2 separate regions of the Ovis aries genome follow, and region 1 is linked to region 2. A link is a contact called in public Hi-C data. All regions are on one chromosome and are shown on one strand. The core of a region is the stretch at or near the end of the contact, and the rest is flanking DNA. Distances in the headings are between cores, read along the strand shown.

Evidence for each region. A called contact is a pair of places that touch in the nucleus more often than the background predicts.
Region 1: a contact with region 2 is called in a Hi-C map of liver, with 5 times the contacts expected there. The contact joins two enhancer-like sites. A contact is called at or near these places in 3 of 16 Hi-C or Micro-C datasets (hypothalamus, liver and tail adipose tissue).

What each region holds. Positions count from the first base shown.
Region 1 is chr8:90,129,230-90,131,929 of ARS-UI_Ramb_v3.0, reverse strand. FRMD1 (FERM domain containing 1) reads left to right here. Exons shown (of 14, transcript XM_042253741.2): 14 at 1-740. Among named protein-coding and RNA genes, the nearest start is that of FRMD1, 26 kb to the left of the region's middle. Within about 2 kb of position 1,284, at least 18 of the 54 cell types and tissues checked have an H3K27ac peak or open chromatin away from gene starts, as enhancers often do. A contact at or near this core is called in liver, where this site is marked.
Region 2 is chr8:89,739,046-89,741,745 of ARS-UI_Ramb_v3.0, reverse strand. No RefSeq gene overlaps it. Among named protein-coding and RNA genes, the nearest start is that of UNC93A, 15 kb to the right of the region's middle. Within about 2 kb of position 1,260, at least 6 of the 54 cell types and tissues checked have an H3K27ac peak or open chromatin away from gene starts, as enhancers often do. A contact at or near this core is called in liver, where this site is marked.

The sequences.
Region 1 (2,700 bases), core at 35-2,534, 390 kb before region 2:
CACCACCTCTTCACTTGGCATCCACCGGTGGCTGAATGCTGAGTAGAGTTTCACAGGGATTTCTGGAAAAGCACGCTGAGAGCCTGACCCTCGCTGGAGGCTCACTGTGGGTGACTGAGAGGTGGGTGAAGCCCAGGGCCCTGCCTGGTTGGGCCCACCGGGTGAGGGGCGCCGGGAAGGCAGGCTGTAGGTGTGCTGTCCCCGTCAGAGTCAGGGCGCTGCCCCCGGGCTGAGACACGGCCCCCGCCATTCCACCCCGAGGGCCCTGCGTGTGTGGGCCCTTCGTGAAGCCATCCACCTGAAGGCCCAGCTGGGGCAGGGGCCGGCCTCGCGCTGCCGTTCTATCTTCCCAGACGTTCTGGAGCACGTCTTACCTGCCTCCTGACCCCAGATGGGCCCCTGCCTCCCTTCCAGAGGCTCTGGGGGTGCCGCTGTGGACAGGTGGGACTCCACGGCAATGCCAGCCTGAGGCAGGTGACAGGCACCTGGGTGCGGGCAGTGTGGCTTAACCCACTGCAGGTCCTCCGGCCTCCCCCTTGCACCCTCCGCCCTCTTTGGTTGCACTGACCCGTGCGGTTCCAAGCGCTGTGCCCGAGATGGCACCGTCCCCCCAAGTCAGGATGGAACCTGAGCCCAGGGGGCAGAGGGTGCAGCCCAGTCTTAACTGGGCCTCTGGGTCCTTTCTGTGAAAAGGGTCTTGTTTGCGCACACACCGGGCACAAATAAAGAGCTGGATGCTGGCCCGTGTCTGCACCTGGACGGCCCGTGCTGGGTGGGCAGGGAGGCGCGGCCACACCAGTGCCCAGTTGCCCTGGTGAAGGTTCCTGGTCTTCACCCTGTGAGGAACCGACTCTGTGTGGCGGGAGGAGCTTGGCAGGAAGGCCAGCCCTCGACATTGGAGCTCACGTTGATCTATTTCCTTTTTTGAAGAAGTGTGACAAGAAACCCACCCTCACCTGTGGTCTGTGGTTGCTGAAGGGGCTGGCCAGCAGGATGGCTGGGCCAGTCAGGGCAGCCTCTCCCCTAGGCCAGGGTCACCCAGGAGGTCAGGTGCACCCCGGGGAGGTGGCACACAGGGGCAGCCCTCCCAGCGCGCAGCACGGTCAGGGTCCACTATGGTGGAGCTGGACCTCCGGGGCTGCCCGTCAGTCCTGGGAGCAGCAGGTGCCCACATGCCTGGCTGGGCTCCTGCAAACAGGGCTCCCAAGGACACCCAGCCTGTGGCCACACGAGCAGGTGACGAGGCCGGTGAGGCAGGGCCTGGAGGATGGGGCGGGGCACCCAGAGCCCTCAGGTGGGGGCACAGCCCCGCTTCTCTGAGAATTCCCGAGGTCACACTGGGACGGTCCTTATGGTAGGACACGAGGCCACGTCTGCCCTGATCCAGGGCACGATTATCTTATTTCCTTTAAAGGAGCTCCTGGGAGCGAGAGCCAGCCCGATGAACTGCTTTGCTCTCGGGCAGGGCTGAGCGTCAGGTTGGGGCCGGGATCCACACACACCCCTAGGTGTGCCCGCGTGTGCACACGAACGCAAGCACATGTGATGAGTGGACACGGAGCAGAGGAGGGACGCCCCTTTAGAGCTCCCGCCCTGGCGCGTGGAGTGGGGTGGCCAGCACAGGGCGCGGTGGCCCTGGGGGCGGGGCTGCCTTGTAGGGGGCGTGTCTGGGCGGAGGGGCGGGGCCTGTTGGGGGACAGCGCATCCAGCCTGCCCTTCTGTTACCCTGACCCAACCCAGCCTGGCGCAGGGTGGCCGGCTCCAGGGCCCAGGGAGGCCGGCCCAGCACCCTGTGCCCTCGCAGACGGAGGCACCGCTGCTGACCCGGAAACCACCAGAGCTCCGTTCCTATTTCTGTGCTCCCTCTGGGCCTTGTGGAGACGCAGAAAACTGCCCAATGTCCACTCAGCAGCAGGCTGAGTGGTGGTTGGGCAAATACAGGATGGCTGAAGGCAGGGAGGGGCCTCGCTGTGGTCGCCAGCCCCTCCCCCGGCGGCCTCCCTCCGTCTCTGCCCACGAGGGGGCAGCAGAAGGCCAGGGCTGGAGCAGGAGGAGGAGGGTTCTTTAGGACATCAGAAAAATCGTCCTTTCATTTTGCCTAAATTAGAGCAAAGGCCTTTCAGGCAAAGCAGGTACTGGAGAGACCCAGGAAGACAGCTGTGAGTGGTGGACGGGCTGTGGTCTTCCCAGAAAGCCATCAGGGCTGCGGGTGGGCCGACACTGCCACCCGAGGGCTGTGCGGGCCCCAGGGCTGTGGCGAGGGCCCTCCCTCACATGCCTCCCTCCACACTTGTCAGGAGGGACAGGGAAGCCCCCAGGTTCCCTCTGGACCCTGAAGCCTGGGCAGATGGCTCAGCAAGTACAGGCTGGACGTGACCGCAGCTCCCCCAGCACTGCCAGCTTGCTTCTGATGGAGGCAGAGGGCACAATAGTGGGTCATCACGAGAAACCCTAGGGCTTGCTCAGGGCTCACTCCCGGGCCAGCCACCAGCTGCTGGGGCCGGGGAACCTGCATGCTGACGATTCCCGCCCATTTCCCCAGGGGACTCGGCTCCCCAAGGTGCCGCCCCAGGGGAGAACCGGGAGGCGTCCCCCAGCTGTGCTCAGGGGGCTCTGGGGGCAGCCACCACCCACCCAGGGCTCCTGCGGGGCAGACTCCCCAGGGCCAGCAGGCGGGGCAGGCGGGCTGACTGCCAGGCC
Region 2 (2,700 bases), core at 11-2,510:
TGAGCTGGACACTGTGATTCGCTTTCCACAGGTGGAGTATGGTGGACGTGACTCATATCACTCCCCTGCAGGTCACCAAGGCAGGTGGCTCCTCAGGCTCCCTGGGAAGCCTCACTAGGGACGAGCCAGCACTGTGTCTTGAAGGCAGCCAGCACCCCTGCAGGAGGCTGTGCGCGAAGTGTGGATGCCGCGGGAGATGCCGCCGCGGAAGGCCAGCCTTCAGACGGCTTCCAGGTTCCTCACCGACTGACTCAGAGATACATACTGAGATATATTTATATATGTGTGTGTGTGTATCCATGTGCATATACATATATACATACACACGTATACACACATGCATACACACGCATACACACATAGACATACATACCTATTTGCATACACATACACAGTGAAAGGAAGTGGTCCACATGGTTACAGAGGCTGAGAAGCCCCCCACGTGCTGTCTGCCAGCTGAGACCAGAAGGTGGTGCAAGGCAGTTTGGTCTGAGAGTCTGAGAACCAGCAGAGCGGAAGGTGTAAACCCCAGCCGGGGGCAGGAGAGGCTGAACAAGCCAGGCCAGCGTGTCAGTGAGCAGGAGAAATGGGGGATCCTCCTCCCCGCACCTTTTGTCCTATTGGGGTCCCAGCTGACTGGACGCTGCCCACTCACAAAGGGCGGGGCCCAGGGCTTTACTGAGTCCACCTATTCGAATGCTAATCTCATCCGGAAACACTCTCACACACACTCAGAGTCCTGTCTAACTGGGAGCGTGAGTGCTAAGTTGTTCAGTCACGTCCAACTCTTAGCAATCCCAGGGACTGTAGCCTGCCAGGCTCCTCTGTCCATGGGATTCTCCGGCAAGAATACAGGAGTGGGTTGCCAGTCCCTTCTCCGGCAGATCTTCCCGACCCGGGGATCGAACCCAAGTCTGTTGAGTCTCCTGCACTGGCAGGCGGATTCTCTACCAACCATGCCATCTTGGAAGCCAGTTAAAGCCCTTAGGATAATCTGTGTCTGGGGGGAGATTTCATAAACTGTAACAGAGAAAGAGTCAGGGACAAGTGGGGAATTTTCTGCTGGCCCTGAAACCATAGCTTACAGATGGCTTCTGGACTCTGCCTCTCGCAACCAAAATGCCGTGTTAATAAGCTGAGTCCAGGCTTGCTGAGTCTGAAATAATGATGACTTTTGAGCCAAGCACGGGATTAGAGCCATGATCACTGCGCCTGAGGGAACTGCCCCAGGCTCAGGCCCTTCGCTGGGCAGGGAATTGTGTGTCCCTGACCCCAGGCCAGAGGCTTCCTGGCTGTCCCTGGCTGGCCTCCAGCCATACAGGCTCTGCCTTTAGAGTCTCTTTTCTCTGGGTTCTCAATGCCAAGTGGGCGAACTCAAGGCCAGAGCATGGCCTGTGGCCTGCGGGCCCTTCCTTTATTTCCCACCGCCGATGCCTCAGCAATGACTCTGCACTCAAGAGCCTCGTGCTGGATTTGAGCCTCATGGAGACACTGGAGTCTGACCTGGGGGTCTTGAAGCTGCTCACCCGCACCCGCCTCGTCCTCCATAGCCTCCCGGGGCCCAGCCAGGAGGCAGGGGAGCGTGGCTTCCCCTGCAGCCCACAAAGCTGGGGAACCATCCCTGGGGCTCCGGGAAACGACCTGTTCTCTCCAAGTTCACTGGGATATGAGTGATAACCCAGAGCAGCCACTTACCCTGCTTCCGTCAGTCAAGCCACTCCCATGCTTTGCTTTTCTTTTTGGGGTAAATTGAAGAAAGGGAGAGAAACAGAAATATGGAACCTACAACGGCTGCTTCCAGGATCCTCTTGGAGAGCTGGCCGATCCCGAGCCTTTGCACGTGGGTGTGAAAGGAACCCCAGCATTTCTGGGACTCCGACAACAAAGGAAGGCATTCCCGGCCACCGGCCACTGAGGGGTTTGGTTTCTGAAAGCTGCAGCCTTGAAGCTGTGTTACAGTTGCTGGCTGCTCACTTGCCGAAGGGAACTTTATATTCTTTTCTCTGTTCCAGGTTTTCCTGCTCAGTTAGTAAAACTCGCTTTTCATTTGCTGCCACCTCCGGTTCTGCCCTGGATTTCAGAGGACACCTCACCAAACGGCCTGGCTAGCGTGAGGTCAGACGCCTGCTCCTGCAGGGGGCAGGGTGGGGGCAGCAGGAGGGAGGCGGCTCTTGTCTGGTGAGGATCCTGGTCCCCAGGGCGAAGGATGGAGCAGCCACAGCCCTTTCTCGTCACGCCCCTTCCACAGTGATCTTCTTTTTCATTCTGGAATGGTCCCCACTCTGTGGGCGAGGCCCCTGGTTTTCAGAAACCTTAAGTCCGAGAGAAAGCACAGCTTGGAGTCTGGCTGACAGAAGTTGGTGGGGGCCCTAACGGTCTGGCCAGGTTTGCTGAGCCCAGGACTCTGCCGCCCACCACCCCTGCCCCCAACCACTCCCGGTGGGCATGGCCACGTGGCTGATTCTGCCCGGGGAGGGCACGGATGAGCCCGGGGCCCCTGGCAGCCTGGCTCTGGAGGCCTCCTCCCTCCTCTTTCTCTGGCTGAATGGGAAGACTTCATGGCCTCCAGGGGCAAAATGGTGCCGGGACCAGGGGCCCGCATGACCACAGACAGGGTCACTCACCCACCAGGAACTCGGCGATGAATGTTTTCTAAGCAAAAATTAGCTTTCTGAAATTAAGCTACAGAACTGGGGTGTC